Regions from separate parts of the Mus musculus genome. Here regions 2, 3, 4 and 5 are each linked to region 1. Evidence: chromatin contacts called from public Hi-C, HiChIP or PLAC-seq and promoter capture Hi-C data. All regions are on one chromosome and are shown on one strand. Each heading gives the region's core, a stretch centred on a gene start, on an enhancer-like site or on the middle of the called end of the contact. The rest is flanking DNA. Distances are from core to core; before and after follow the strand shown. Region 1 holds the start of Adat2 (adenosine deaminase, tRNA-specific 2). Region 2 overlaps Adgrg6 (adhesion G protein-coupled receptor G6). Region 3 holds the start of B230208H11Rik (RIKEN cDNA B230208H11 gene). Region 4 has its middle 40 kb from the start of Gm51759. Region 5 overlaps Hivep2 (human immunodeficiency virus type I enhancer binding protein 2).

Region 1 (2,688 bases), core at 56-2,555:
TTAAAAGAATGCATTATGCCATTTGTCTGGGGGCGTGGGGTGGAAAACATGTTTCTGTCTTCTAGATTTTAATTTCTTATGAAGGTGAACTTCTGTAACCATTAGAATAAAAAGGTGAGATATTTTAATTTTGTAAAAGAATAAACAAAAATAATATCCCCACACCAAAGGCTGAGCTCAGTTTTAAGGCCTTTACAATGCTGTAAACAAATTGGTGTTCCATGTTCACAGAATGAAAACCCAGCATCAAACTGTGTATACATACATAGTTTGTATGTATATCCCTGCCACAAACGTCTATCCCTGCCACACATCGATATGGGTAATAAGCTTGGGAAAACATGTAAAAATACGACCAGAGCTCTCCATGATGAGCAATCTATAAGAATCGCAGGAAGGAAGGGAATACAAGGGCAGAGAAAAGTATCGTAGAAAGAGTAGACACATCATCGGTGAGGATTGTACCAGGACACGTTTTGATATGACCCTTTACAGAAACATCAGCTTCCTCCCATTATATGGGAGCAAGCCATAAAATAATGTGGCTTTATGGATTTGAAAGTATGTGTCCACATGGGAAGGAAGATAGGCAGGTAGGGAGCACACATCCCCAGGCGGCAGATAAGACTCCCTGTAATACATCAATCGAACCGTTTCTGTATTTTCCCTTCACCCCAATTACTATGAGACAAAGCTAAAGAAAAATTCCCCCTAGAATAAAACAAGTTGCTGCTTCAGGTATTTTCAGACATGATAGATAGCGCGCCCGGCACATTTGCTCAACTACTCTGGTCAGGATATGGCCGGGAGAAAGTTTGCGCTCTCAGCATCCACCTGCCCGATTCCTCACCATTCGCATCGCCTCCTCCATCCACTTTTCCGTCTCCTGTACGGACACCACGCACGGGCCGTCTGGAGTAGTGGTGGACTCCACCTTCTCCTCCATACCTCCGCCGCTCAGAGACTCCGGGCCGAGGGACGAGAGAAGAGAGGACAGCGGAACGCGGCGGGAGCGGACCTTGCTTCCAGGAGGACGGGAAAAGACGAGGCACCCGGGAGCTATTTGCGGACGGACCCAGGCGTCCCGGATCAGTAAGCGGCGGCTGGGGGACCGAAAGCGTCGCTGCTCCGCTCTAGTCCACGCCCCCTTCCTCCGCTTAAGCCACAACCTCTGCTCAGAGAAACGTCTGTGGTTTCTGGAGAGCACCTAGCGCCGCCACCGCGCTGCTGCCGGAGGTCCAGGCCAGGTGGACGGAAGACACGGTGAGCCAGCCCCTCTCCCCTAGGCAACCCACACAACACGGGGTCTGGAGATGCTGAGATCAATGTGGAATTTTCTGAAACGTCACAAAAAGAAATGCATCTTCCTGGGCACAGTCCTCGGAGGTGAGTGACAACATGCTTTTTAGAAGGGGCCATTGGCAGAAAGGAGTGACAGAGGTGACTTATAAAAACAGGCAGGGCCCACTGATACCAAACTGGGATTTGTCGAAGGGATTGGCTCAACCGTCAAAGAAGAACCTCTAAAGTTCTTTTATCTGGATCTCTGTGCCCTTTGCCCCTCACTCTGCCCCCGTCCTTTTTCTCCCCATGGGCCTTCAAGAGTCTACCCCAATGAAGTTTCTTTTCAAAGCACTATTCTCGTATAGATAGATACATTTGCCTTCCAATTTTCTTCTTTTGCTTTCCTGTTAGATTTTCATTCTGTTTGTCAACTCTGCTTTCAACCTTTCACACGAGTTTCGAAATATTCTAGGGCCATTATCTTAAGTCTGCTCTTTGAGGTGGTGTTTAAAGGTAAACCGAAAACAGCATGTTGCTGTAAAATATACAGCAGATAATTTCTGTTCTCCAATTGTAAAGTACAAACTATATATCAACACAGTGCTTATTCTGCAGTGTTGTCAGGACTGGCAAGGTTGTGGTCATGATCCATTTTGGTGATATAGTTGAGTTCACTGGCTGAGAGGAAAGTTAGAAACAGGATAAAAATCTTGATGCTGGAATTGTAACTTTGTGGTAGAGTGCTTGCCTAGGCTGACTGCATTGGGTCCCAGGGAAGGAGCAACACACACACACACACACACACACACTGCTTTAAACCCTTTGTCTTGGAAAGACAACCCTCAGTTAATAATTATGGGATTTTAAGAAGGGAATCTTTTGAACAACACAAAAAGGGAGTTTAAAAGAATTTTTAAAACTTGAGTTTTAAGAACTGTTACCACTATCCTCTGATCTATGTGTGTGTGTGTATAAATATATCATAATATGACTTAAAATATTAGGACATTTGTAAAACAGTAACCACATTCTGCATATCTCTGAGGTATAGCACAAATGAATAATAGTTCATATTTTATAGGAAATACTTTATAGATACAATGTGTTTTATATTACCTCCAGTCTCTAATATCTAAGGTATATAAATTGTACCAATATTATAGAATACATATGCTAAAGATAAAGTTGTCATGGAAGACGTATAAAGAAAAATTTTTGCTCTACCTAAGGGAAGAAAATTGTCTCTAGCAATTTCAGAGGGAAAAGCCTAACCCTTACAGTTTATGAAATACTTAATGGCAGATCAGAAATAATCATAGGAGAAATTAAAGAGTATATGCATATAGTAATAGGTTTTTTTTGAAACGATATTGAGAGTTTTATATTTGGAGATGAAGAGGAAGG
Region 2 (2,688 bases), core at 141-2,640, 890 kb before region 1:
GAAAACCAACTCGTTATGGTTATCCTCTGACCTCCACATGTGTTCTATGGAACACACCACACACATACACACACACACACACACACACACACACACACACACACACACACACCACAAGCATTCCAAAGTATAATCAAGCATTTCTTTTAAAACCGAAAAAAAAAAATAGCCCAGCCTTGAAGACAATGATGTATTGCTACCATGAGAAATACACATAAAATTTTATTTGAGAGTTGACCAGAAAACTTTTTTTATTTTCCCTTCCTATTTAATATTTGAGAAACAAATGTTTTAAGCCTTGTCATTTCTATATATGTGGTCCATAAACCGAACCACACTGTCTGATTAGGTTTTTATTGTGACATTCATTTTCCTTTATGATCTGAAAACAGAGTAACATATTTCAGGATGGTAAATGATAAAACCTTTCTTCTCTTTCTCCTAGGAAGGTGATCCTTTCACGCAGTCATTAGTACATCATGTTGAGCTTCCATCAATGGGTCCAGCAGCAGCTAGGATCCACTATGGGTGTTTATCTAACATTTGGGACAACCCTGGCTTGGAGTGTGACCATTGGAACCCTTCCTTAGGAACTAAGCATCCCCCCAGCTTACTCATAGAGGCTCCTCTATTCCTCATAACACTAAACATCAGCTACAGTGGGTGTGGGCCAGAATCTCAGAAGCTCTTGCATGGAAGACATATAAATAAATAAAATCTCCATTTCCTGGTCTTTCAAACCAGTGAATAATTTCACAGAAAATTATAGGGCAAATGAACCAATCTTATTTGTGGGAAAATCCACTTACTTGATTTTTCCTTTGTTAAAATTCTCAGCATTGTCTTTTTTATAGCTTCCCCCTCTTTTCAGAAACCTATTCTCTGCTGCTCTTGTTCTCGCTGACAAGGTCCTAGGTTTCCTTTCGCACAGGCTACTCCATTCCTTTCCCCAAACTCTTCCTTTCAATCTAGTCTTGCAGCTTGAGCATCAGATAATGCTGTTGCATATCATTGCTTGGACAGGCAAGGAACCTGAAACCACAGAGTGTCTGTCTGGCTTCTACAAATAATGACTGGCTGATAGCAACAAAGATAGACCTTGACCGTTGTGGAACCGTAGAGCAGTTTCTGTTTTCAGATGGGGAAGGAAAATAACACGGATAAGGATTGTGAAAATGCAGGCTACTTCGTGAATGGTTCGTGTTATTCATGTATTGAATACACCCACAATACATTGGAAGGTTCCCACAGTACATTCGGGTGTTGTCCTGAACAAGGCTGTGAGTTCTCGGGAACCAGAGAGGCAATGCTTTCCTTCCAATAGCCATTTCATCATCAGACACCTTATCGTATGCCAGTTAGGAAATGATCAAGGGTTCACCGTACACCAAGTGTCTACATCGATGCTGGCCTCATGCTGAAGTCTGGCTTATGCATGAGTGTTAAGTGGTGGATTATTTTAGAAGTAAAAGCCTTTGAGAGAAGAGCAGGGACTTTGTCCTTGAGATTTGTTTTTGAGGACCAGCCATGCAGCTACTTCACCTACCCTTGAACAATGACTACTTTACTTATTCCTTATTTTGCTTTTGACGTCACATATGTTCTCATTCTTTATTTACTTCTGTTCTTAATGACAGCATTTCATAAATTGAGTGTTCCATCCTCCGTACTTTGAGGAAGCCTGCCTCCTCTTCTCTTGGGCGAGTGAATAGCAACCATTCTGGATAATAGAGTGACGGTCTGTTACTTTCTTCATTTCTCTTCAGAATACGGAGGGAATGTAAACGCAGCACTGTCACACAAGCAGTAAAAAGCTTTCCTCTTTCCCCGCCTCAGGGACCTCCATCTCAATGCTGAGCTTTACCTTTCAGGTTTGCTAGGTAAAAGCTGAGCTTGTGGCTTAGTTGTATGTTTTGACCGGGGATTTTAAATCTTCCTCTGGGATTCCTACATCATTTTGAATCCTACATTACTTTGATTCAGATATTTTTCAAGGTCACACATTCTAAAACCATTTGCAGAAGTGTAGTAACCAAACTGTATGTTTTGAGTGTTCATTTTACAATTTTTCACCATACAGAGCATTTGTAAAAGCTCCCTCTATGGGCATGCATCATATTTGTAAATAATAGTACAACAATTTCAAGAGTCCAGTATAAATTTGATTTTTTTTTCCTCTGAATTTTTAAGTTTTGAACATACAGAAACAAGGCAGAATTAAGTATATGTCCTCTTTTGAGTTAAGTGGATGCTATAAATATTATTATATAATATATAAACTATATATATTAAATATATAAATATTTCTTTAAAAACTGGGGTGCCATGATAAAATCCTAAGGAATTATCTTGTAAAATCTATCCGGGTAGTGTGAACACTATAATTTGTACCACAGAGAAGGGTATTTTTTTTTCTTTTTTGGTTTTTCAAGACAGGGTTTCTGTATAGCCCTGGCTGTCCTGGAACTCACTCTGTAGACCAGGCTGGCCTCGAACTCAGAAATCCACCTGCCTCTGCCTACCAAGTTCTGGGATTAAAGGCGTGTGCCATCACTGCCCAGCTAAGGGCCAAGACTCCTTAATTGATCTTTTCAGTCTCCATGTGTCACAGTGTCTGGCTTACAGTTTCAGAGGTCCAGTCAGCCCGTAATCATCATGGCAAGAACCATACCAGCGTGCAGGCAGACA
Region 3 (2,688 bases), core at 86-2,585, 630 kb after region 1:
GGTGCAAAGCTGGGTTGGTGGAGAAGTTCTGCAGCCCCGGGCAACAGCAGCAGTGCAGGCAGGGGGCTTCCTTTAGTTGAGCAAGTCTGCAAGAGATCTCTATGGCCTCATTCAAAATGAGGATAGGAACGCCTACATTACAGTTATTAAGAAAATTAACCGAGCCCCTGAAGAGTGGTACTCACTCTAAGCCTTTAACCCTGACATTTAGGAGGCAGAGACAGACAGGTCTCTGTGAGTTTAAGGACAGCCTGGTCTATATAGAGAGTTCCAGGACAGCCAGAGCTACATAGTGAGACCCTATCTCAAAAAAAAAAAAAAAAAAAAATCAAGCTAGACAAAACTGTGTGTAGGGAGCTTAGAGCAATGCTTGGGTTATAGAGTGCACATGTTCTCATGTTCTCATTTGCATTTAACACCCATTGCGTGCAGCTTCAGGCCTCTCTCTGATCACCTGGTGAGGTAATCACCCCATGTTACTGACCCCATGTTACATTCCACAGGCTGCCTCCAGACTCTAGCACAGTGTCCGCACAGAGAACAAGGCCTGAGGACCTAGGCTCTCTGGTGTACTTCTCTGAGTGCTTACCCTGGATGCCCTAAAGGTACTATTGAGGAACATGGTCAGGCAAAGGTCAGTGGAGTTCCCGCCATTGGGAGATAGACAGGAGCTGTCTGGATGCTAGAGTAGAGTTCCTTCGTAAGGAGTCCGGTCAGACTTAACCAGGACTCAAGAGAACCAAAAGCTGGGTGTTCCCTGGGGGTCACAGAGCTGTGAGAGATGGTAGAGCAGTTGGATCATTACAGTGAAACTGAGAAAATGTTTGAGGGAGCCACTGGGAGGTCTGAAACAGTGGGGCACTTTGTGAAACAGTGCATCCTAGGTTTACAGTCAAAGACTGAAGCCACCAGACCTGTATAAACCAAACATGGGGGTGGGTTAGGGGAGAGGGACAAGGTGGGACAGCCAGAGCAAGGCTCAGCCACCAGCTCCCTGCCTGCAGCTGCAGAAACACCTAGCCTGAACCCTGGGGTAGAGCCAAGGTTTTGAGGAACAGCCGAAGTAATGCAAATAAACCGCTGTACCCTAAATTGCTTTTTGTTGTGGGTGTTTTGTCCCAACAACAAAAGGGGAGCTAAAACAGGAGACAAGTTAAAACAAGAGTTTGCCCTCTAGGGGAGCTGTAGGGGTGGCAGGAATCCAGGAGGTCTTGACCCTGCATTTGAAGCAGAGCAAAGGGGACAGTGTCTACACAACCAGGGAGGGGGTGGGGGATTGGGCCACACTGCCCTGACCACACAGCTTTCTCCGGAACCTCCTCTTTCTCCGGAACCTCCTTCCGGCATGTGGTAACACTGGCGAGGAAGGAAAGCCGCGCGCGCACAGGTGCCGGGCCCCGGGAACCTATTCGATTTAGAAGAAACACACTGATGGTTGCCCTGCGGACCCGTGCCTACACCGCCCGAGGGACCCCTCCCACCTCCGCTCCGGAGCCCAGAAGTTAGCTGTGGAGTTTGTTTGTCGCGCCCGCGCACCTACAGTGAGCAAGGAGAGCCGGCGCCCGCCGGCCCAGAGCTCTGTCCCGCTCTCTGCTCCTGCAGTTCCTTCGCTGCCGCCGAGATCTCGGGGCGACAGTGAGCGGCGGCGGCGGCGGCGGCGCGAAACCCCGGCGGCAGTCTCCGAGTCTCTGTAGCCGGGTCGGGAAAGCGCCGCGCAGCCTGCGCAGAAGCATCCTCGAGTAACTGGGGAAAATGAGGACGGTATTGTGAGCTTTGTAGGAACAGCAAAGAGAAGAGAGCACGCCTGCACCAGGATGGCCGAGTGGTTAAGGCGTTGGACTTAAGATCCAATGGACATATGTCTGCGTGGGTTCGAACCCCACTCCTGGTAAAGTTGCTGTTTTGTTCCTTGCCGCGGTCTGTCAGTTGTTTTTAGGTCCAGAGCTTTTGGAAATTTAGAAGTCTTATTTCAGTTGAAAGAAATGTTCTTTAATCCTTAATAGGGCGCTGCTACAAGGCAGCCCAATTTCCCGCAGTGAAGCGACCGTGTCTCCAGGAACCGACCTGAGCCAGGCGGGAAGAGGCTCCCCGGAGAGGTCTGGTATTGGCTAACTTTTTGCAAAAGTACTTTTGCACAGAAGAAAAAAGAAAAAAAAAAAAAAAAAAAAAACAAGTCCGCTTTTGCCTTTCCTCTGTCCGCTCCCCACCCCCTTCTTTTTTCTTCCTTTCCCTTTGTTTTCTTTCTTTCCTTTCTTTTCATTTCCCCCCCCCTCAAAGTTTAACGTGTTCACATGCAGTCTTTCAAAAATGTACCATTTGACCATGAAGACCCAGAATTTGAAATATTTTCGATTTTTATCTTCTCCTATTTTCTTTGGGTTTTTTTGTTTTGGTTTGGTTTGGTTTGGTTTGGTTTTTGGTTTCTCGAGACAGGGTTTCTCCGTGTAGCCCTGGCTGTCCTGGAACTCACTTTGTAGGCCAGGCTGGCCTCGAACTCTCAGAAATCCTCCTGCCTCTACCTCCCAAGTGCTGGGATTAAAGGCGTGTGCCACCCTATTCTCTCCAAAAGTGTTTTTTATCAAAGCAGTCCAAGATCTTAAACACATTTTGTAGGCGTGGCTCAAGGAACTCCCCAGCCTTTTGAATAAGTTGAGACACTGATTAAATAAACCCCTCTCTACAATCATA
Region 4 (2,688 bases), core at 103-2,602, 610 kb before region 1:
CCTAGCTGGCAGTCTCGGCCGCCTATCCTCAGTGCAAGTTCTTTATTTTATTTTATTTTATTTTATTTTATTTCTACATATGTACTATGTGTGAGGCTTTTAAGGTTCAATTTTTCATCTGTTTGACAGCATTCCCTTGAAATCCATGTTAAAATCTCTTGCCTTACATTATGGCCCAGAGTGTGAGGGATGGAGGAAGGTAGGCAGAGAACAAAGCAGTAATGGGGAAAATGAGAATGAAATCACATTCCCACAGATGAGGCCACTGTAAAACAATTGGCTGTGCACTCTGGGCTATTTCCTTTGCCTCAGCTCTCCCTTCTTATCAGCCAGCCCTAATCAGTTTCTCAAGTGATCGAAGGTCCAGGCAGCTACTGTGCATCCCAAGAACTTCCCATCTCCCCGCTGAGTTCCCTGAAGACCTTAAAGGTCCCACAAACGAGAGATCACAGGTATCTCAGGCTGTCTGGGGATTTCGTAATGCATAAGCTACAGCAGGAGATGTCTTCAATAAATCATACTAGTTGTGCTTCCTATTCATGCCGCTCAGGAAGTGCTGTTTCCATGGGACCCTGTGCTCTCAGAGATAAGGAAGGTTAGCAGTGTTCAAAGTCTTTAGATAGTCATTGGAATTTCACTCTAGACATAGGATATGGCAGCCCTGACTAAGCAGCTGGGAAGCCATCTTTAAAGTGTCCCCATTCACTGCGACTGTCCATTAGGGTTGGGGAACTTGGAGAGAGCAGATCCCTTGGGGATTTGGCATTAGGTACAGTGTGGATGTCCAGGTAAGGCTACAGTAGAGACTAAGCTACCTCCACTCTTCAGGGCTTAATTCACAGTAGCAATGTACATAGCAGCATCACTAGATCAAACTGTGTTTAGTAGTCTGCATAAAAATAGAGCAGTAGGTTTGACAGCACAGTCGGGAATCACAAGAAGGATTATTGGTCATGTAACAAATTATTGATCACTTTTCTTTATGTGACTTGAAACACATGTCCACCCTGGAACAAGGCAGGGGATAAGCCATAAGGTAAAAAATGGTAGTAAGAATACTGGTATTTGCATTCTGAGACTTTTGCTTGCTTGAGAATTACCCTGGGGTGAAAGGTATTGTGGGAAGGTGTGTGTATGTGTGTGTGCCTGGGTAAACAGCCCCAAATAAGAAGGAAACATGAATAATTCCAAAAAGGATAGCTTTCTGAATACGTGAAGGTATTCAGAACTAAGGGCAGAAAGGGAAAGGAAATCAGGCATGCAATGAGAACGTCTGTGCAGGAAGTGCACCAGTTCATGTGGCAGGAAGGAAACATAAAGACATGAGGCAATTATATTCTTGCTGGACCGTACCGTACTACCATTGGGATGGTGGGTGAAGGCAATATGCTTTCTCATCTCTTTGGAATGTGCATTGAATGTGTGTTGGCATCAGAAATGCTTTAAAACGGAGGGAAGGAGGAAAGGTTGGGTAGCAACTTGGCTTCTTACTGCATTCCCAGAACTCACTTATTATGGAAACCTTTTCATTGACCAGCTGGCCAATCCACTCAGTTTTACGTCCTGAACACTTTTCTGAGATGCCTAAGAGAAGTATTTAATGGTGATGAAGGAATATGGAAGAGACGTATTGATGTTTTCCTTAAGTTCTGTAATTAAATAAGGTTTATTCTTCAGAGTTCTTCCAAGGAACAGAAGCAATGGGACATGTCTCTTGAAGGAGACTGGCGATAAGCAATTGGCTTGTGGGTTTGTGAAGACTGGTGAATCCAAGGATCTGGTGGGTTCCCAGGAGAGGATATCTAAGGGAGCATTCCCCTGTCCAAGGGCTGATCTTGTGGTGGAGGAAAAGACCACATCTCCAATTAAAGCCAAAGACAGGCAGGAATCTAACCTCCCAGTTCTAACCTTTCAGATAGGAGGAAATCTCTCAGGGAAGGAGCCAGACTTGTCCTGATGACTGTCCTGGGCCCACCTCCTCTAGGAACTATAACCTGCTTCTTTTAAGTCCACAGATTTAAACATTTATCTCAGTTAAAACACCAGCACAGAAACACTTAGCATGAATTCTGGGGAAATGCCAGCACACTGCTGCCTAGTCAAAGCAACACATAAAATGATCTTCTACATACAGAAGGGCATGCTGATGTTTTGAGAGATTAAGAGCCATACTGTAGCATATTTACTCTCAAATGGCAGAAATGAGGCTAACTGAGCAGCAGGTGAACAGTAAGGGAGTCTGAGTCACAGGGTTATGGGTGTTCACTTCCCATCTCCACTGGTCCCATTCAACTTCTCCTATCTTTTCTCATGTTTTCCTCCAAAAGTTTCTGTATTCGAGGCTTGGTTGTAAGCATGGTGGTGTTGGGAGATGGTAACGAACATTTAGGAGGCAGGGTGAAGGGGAGGTAGTTCATCGAGGGCATTAGATTGAGGGACTTCTTAATGGGGGGCAGCTATAGAAAGCAGCCACCCTAGTTCCTCCGCCATCTCTGTCCTTCCTGGCTCAGGGTAAGACTATTTTTTCCTATGTGTGTTGTACAAACACAACAAGTTTCCTCACCAGACTCACCAATGGAGTCTCCTGATCTTCAATATTTGAACTACCAAAAACTTCACCAGAGAGATATTCAGGCTAAAGGAACTCAGCCTCAGCCATGTTTGAAGGAGACCCTGGACTCACAGGAA
Region 5 (2,688 bases), core at 131-2,630, 600 kb before region 1:
GGGCTGACCTGGCTCAGGCCCGCCAAAGTGTCTAATGCTGACGTGTGCACTTTCCAAGGGTTTCTGGGGGGACTCTTGTACCCATGTGGGAGGGTCAGCCCCAAGCAGAGCTGCCTCTTCTGTTGCAATCCGGAGTGAGGCAATGGCTTTTGTACAAGTCTGTATGTTTTCCTCCTGTTCTCTCTCCGTGGAATTTAGGCTGTCTTCTGAAGTACTCTGTTTCATCAATAGCCGTGGGGAGGAGGGAGAACTAGGTAGACCAGATGACTGCAAAACTTGAGGGGCTTGTTTCTCATGCCGCCTGGAAAGGATGTAGGGATCCTTGGCAAAGGCCTCCCCTGGTGCTCCTTTCTTCTCCTCAGAGCCCTCTGTGGGCAGAGGCAATGTGGGTGGAGGATGTAAACCGGAAAGGGCAGGCGGCAAGGAGTGAACCATTTGGATCCCACCAACTGGCACCATGGGTATAGGAGCTCGTACTTGCTGCTGAGAGTGTAGTGGAAGATGACTGAAGACATAGTCAGTAGGACCCTCAGGGAAAAGGCTGGAGCCGTGATGTTCATAAGCACCTTCTTGGTCTCCATAGAGACTGAAGTAAGGAACCTGAGGTATTCCTCTTCTTAGATTCTACACAGGAAAACAGAGCACAGAGTTGAGACCTGTTCCCTCTTTCCCTCTCTTTTCCCATCCCTTCTTCAGGATGCCTGGCACTTAGAAAGAATTTCTCAAAATTGAATAGCTTCCTTAACTAATTTTTCCAGTTCTTTAATGAAGGTATTCCCCTGTGGACAGTGGCTTTTGTTTTTCAAGTGCAAAATGCTAAAGCAACCAGTCTATTTCCCACTAGGCATAATATCACATGATGGGTATTTCTTCAGAAGAGCAAGTAAAAAGAATGGATTCACCAGGAAAACATCAAACCAACAAAGAAAACACAAAACAAAACACACAAAGGATGACTAGTAAATATTGATGGGATTTAAACTCAAAGGGAACAAGATTATCAACTATTTATGCTGTAGGCTGCACTGAAAGATATTCCCTAGGCTTGGTAAAAATAATAAGTTGGCAACAGGCTTTAAGAAAACCATTGTGAACTGGGTGTGGTGGCGCATGCCTTTAATCCCAGCACTCGGGAGGCAGAGGCAGGCTGATTTTTGAGTTCGCGGCCAGCCTGGTCTACAGCATGAGTTCCAGGACAGCCAGAGCTATACAGAGAAACCCTGTCTCAAAAAACCCAAAAAAAGAAAAAAAAATGAAAAAAAGAAAAAGAAAAAGAAAGAAAGAAAACCATTATGGATAGCACTGGTACTGTTTCTATTTTGTTGCTAATTCCACTTCCCCAAGAGGGGATGCCTGGGACAAGGAGTGAATCATGTACTCATGTGACTTCATGTGAACCTTCCCCTAATGAATCAAGATTTCAAGGAACCAATCACTGGGACTTCCGGGTCAGAGAAAGGGAGAAAGGGATGATGGAAGAGGAGACTGGGCTGGTGGACTGGGGTGAGAATGCAGGGCAAAATGTAGGTAGCAGAGCCGCCCCCCCCCCCCCCCCCCCAGTTCACGTGGCAGATCTGTTGGGATCCACTACTGGAGAACTGGAGGATTGAACTTAGAATGGCTTACAAATTGGGATGCTAGTTGCTGCGTCCAGCGATTGTGTTACCTATTGATTCTAGACTAAGTTTGTGTGTTTTCCTTCACACAGTGACTCAACTGGGTTCCAGAGAATGGTACTGTGGCAAAGGATGGGGTTTGCGAGAAGTGCACCCCAAAAAGCCGTGGAAATCTGGAAGCATGGGGCTGGTGTGGCAATGACCTGCCCTGGGAACTTTGCAAGCCTGGTGGAGAGATTTCAGAGCTTCCAGTCAAAGAGTACACAAGGCTGAAAGCAGACCAGGCTGAAAACAGGCCAGCCTGTCCACCAATGCCCTGCCAGTGTTGCAAGGATTGCTTTTTAAATATTTCCCACTAGAGAAAACACTTTTTCACACAAAGGAAGGCAGGGTGGTTTTGAGAAATCTGTTCCTTTGCTGTGCAAGGCTTGGCCTACAGGAATACATCCCTACTTAGAAGTCTCTTTGTGTTGAGCACTAATCTAGAGGAAGAAACCACTATGAGGAGAGATCTTAGTATGCCTACAAGAATACATCCCAACTAAGAAGAGGCCCTGTAAAGAATGCAGAGTTCTTCAAGTCCCAGATCAAAGCTAAGTCTTGTAGAAATGGCAATGTTTGAAAGGAAGCAAATACCCATTAATAGCATGTGTGTTTAATGGTTAATCATTTATATTCAATTTCATAGCTGAAATCAAAGATGATTATGGCTCAATTTTTCTGTTGGTATTACTTATAACATGAATGTCTTCTTGGAATTAATGAAGCAAAGGTATTTAAAATTTGGAGCCACAATTCTGGATTTCATGGTTTTCTCCTTAAATGAAGACTTTGCTATTCTCATTTTTTTGTAGTAGAACACAGCTTAGATCGCCAGATTATCCGGCTCTAGTGAATTAGTCAGAATTTTAATTGCTAGGATTCATTAATAATGGACTTCACTGCTTCCTTATATGGGAACTCAAGGTAGATTAAAACTTGTCAAATATGCTCACAATTTTGGAAAGCTATCTTAAAAATTGTAGCATTCATCTCAAGGATGCTTCAGTGCTCAGATTCAAGGACCAAATGC

Evidence for each region. Promoter capture Hi-C pulls out the DNA fragments that hold promoters and counts their contacts. Hi-C and Micro-C count contacts between places; a contact is called where the count stands out from the background. HiChIP or PLAC-seq counts read pairs in DNA pulled down with a chosen protein or histone mark.
Region 2: a contact with region 1 is called in a Hi-C map of the G1E-ER4 cell line, with 2.8 times the contacts expected there. The contact joins the enhancer-like site here to the promoter of Adat2 in region 1. A contact is called at or near these places in 2 of 39 promoter capture datasets (hippocampal neurons and stem cell-derived epiblast-like cells), 1 of 484 Hi-C or Micro-C datasets (the G1E-ER4 cell line), 3 of 115 datasets of contacts at active chromatin or transcription factors (astrocytes, embryonic stem cells and thymic regulatory T cells) and 2 of 9 other capture datasets (adipose tissue and liver).
Region 3: a promoter capture Hi-C map of erythroid cells shows a contact between it and region 1, with 8 times the contacts expected there. The contact joins the promoter of B230208H11Rik here to the promoter of Adat2 in region 1. A contact is called at or near these places in 8 of 39 promoter capture datasets (the HPC-7 cell line, HPC-7-derived erythroid cells, erythroid cells and 4 more) and 1 of 115 datasets of contacts at active chromatin or transcription factors (large pre-B cells).
Region 4: a contact with region 1 is called in a promoter capture Hi-C map of neural stem cells. The contact joins the enhancer-like site here to the promoter of Adat2 in region 1. A contact is called at or near these places in 12 of 39 promoter capture datasets (the 3T3-L1 cell line, the C10 cell line, cranial neural crest and 7 more), 1 of 15 datasets of contacts at CTCF or cohesin (the NIH/3T3 cell line), 2 of 484 Hi-C or Micro-C datasets (bone marrow-derived macrophages and embryonic fibroblasts), 12 of 115 datasets of contacts at active chromatin or transcription factors (the SCID.adh cell line, bone marrow-derived macrophages, differentiating embryonic stem cells and 6 more) and 3 of 9 other capture datasets (adipose tissue, embryonic stem cells and liver).
Region 5: an H3K4me3 HiChIP or PLAC-seq map of bone marrow-derived macrophages shows a contact between it and region 1, with 4 times the contacts expected there. The contact joins the enhancer-like site here to the promoter of Adat2 in region 1. A contact is called at or near these places in 10 of 39 promoter capture datasets (the 3T3-L1 cell line, the C10 cell line, cranial neural crest and 5 more), 1 of 15 datasets of contacts at CTCF or cohesin (the NIH/3T3 cell line), 9 of 484 Hi-C or Micro-C datasets (cerebellum, cerebral cortex, cortical neurons and 4 more), 10 of 115 datasets of contacts at active chromatin or transcription factors (the 230-238 cell line, astrocytes, bone marrow-derived macrophages and 6 more) and 4 of 9 other capture datasets (adipose tissue, embryonic stem cells, liver and 1 more).

What each region holds. Positions count from the first base shown.
Region 1 is chr10:13,551,524-13,554,211 of GRCm38.p6, reverse strand. It overlaps Adat2 (adenosine deaminase, tRNA-specific 2), which reads right to left and starts at 1,305. Exons shown (of 6, transcript NM_025748.4): 1 at 851-1,305. The coding sequence starts at 946. It overlaps Pex3 (peroxisomal biogenesis factor 3), which reads left to right and starts at 1,070. Exons shown (of 12, transcript NM_019961.3): 1 at 1,070-1,386. The coding sequence starts at 1,314.
Region 2 is chr10:14,444,458-14,447,145 of GRCm38.p6, reverse strand. All of the region lies in intron 8 of Adgrg6 (adhesion G protein-coupled receptor G6), which reads left to right. Among named protein-coding and RNA genes, the nearest start is that of Adgrg6, 99 kb to the left of the region's middle. Within about 2 kb of position 1,390, at least 5 of the 459 cell types and tissues checked have an H3K27ac peak or open chromatin away from gene starts, as enhancers often do. A contact at or near this core is called in the G1E-ER4 cell line, where this site is marked.
Region 3 is chr10:12,921,774-12,924,461 of GRCm38.p6, reverse strand. It overlaps B230208H11Rik (RIKEN cDNA B230208H11 gene), which reads left to right and starts at 1,335. Exons shown (of 3, transcript NR_038028.1): 1 at 1,335-1,888. n-TLtaa3 (a tRNA gene) reads left to right here and starts at 1,809; the gene lies at 1,809-1,891.
Region 4 is chr10:14,166,290-14,168,977 of GRCm38.p6, reverse strand. No RefSeq gene overlaps it. Among named protein-coding and RNA genes, the nearest start is that of Gm51759, 40 kb to the right of the region's middle. Within about 2 kb of position 1,352, at least 15 of the 459 cell types and tissues checked have an H3K27ac peak or open chromatin away from gene starts, as enhancers often do. A contact at or near this core is called in neural stem cells, where this site is marked.
Region 5 is chr10:14,146,848-14,149,535 of GRCm38.p6, reverse strand. It overlaps Hivep2 (human immunodeficiency virus type I enhancer binding protein 2), which reads right to left. Exons shown (of 9, transcript NM_010437.2): 9 at 1-624. Among named protein-coding and RNA genes, the nearest start is that of Gm51759, 21 kb to the right of the region's middle. Within about 2 kb of position 1,380, at least 4 of the 459 cell types and tissues checked have an H3K27ac peak or open chromatin away from gene starts, as enhancers often do. A contact at or near this core is called in bone marrow-derived macrophages, where this site is marked.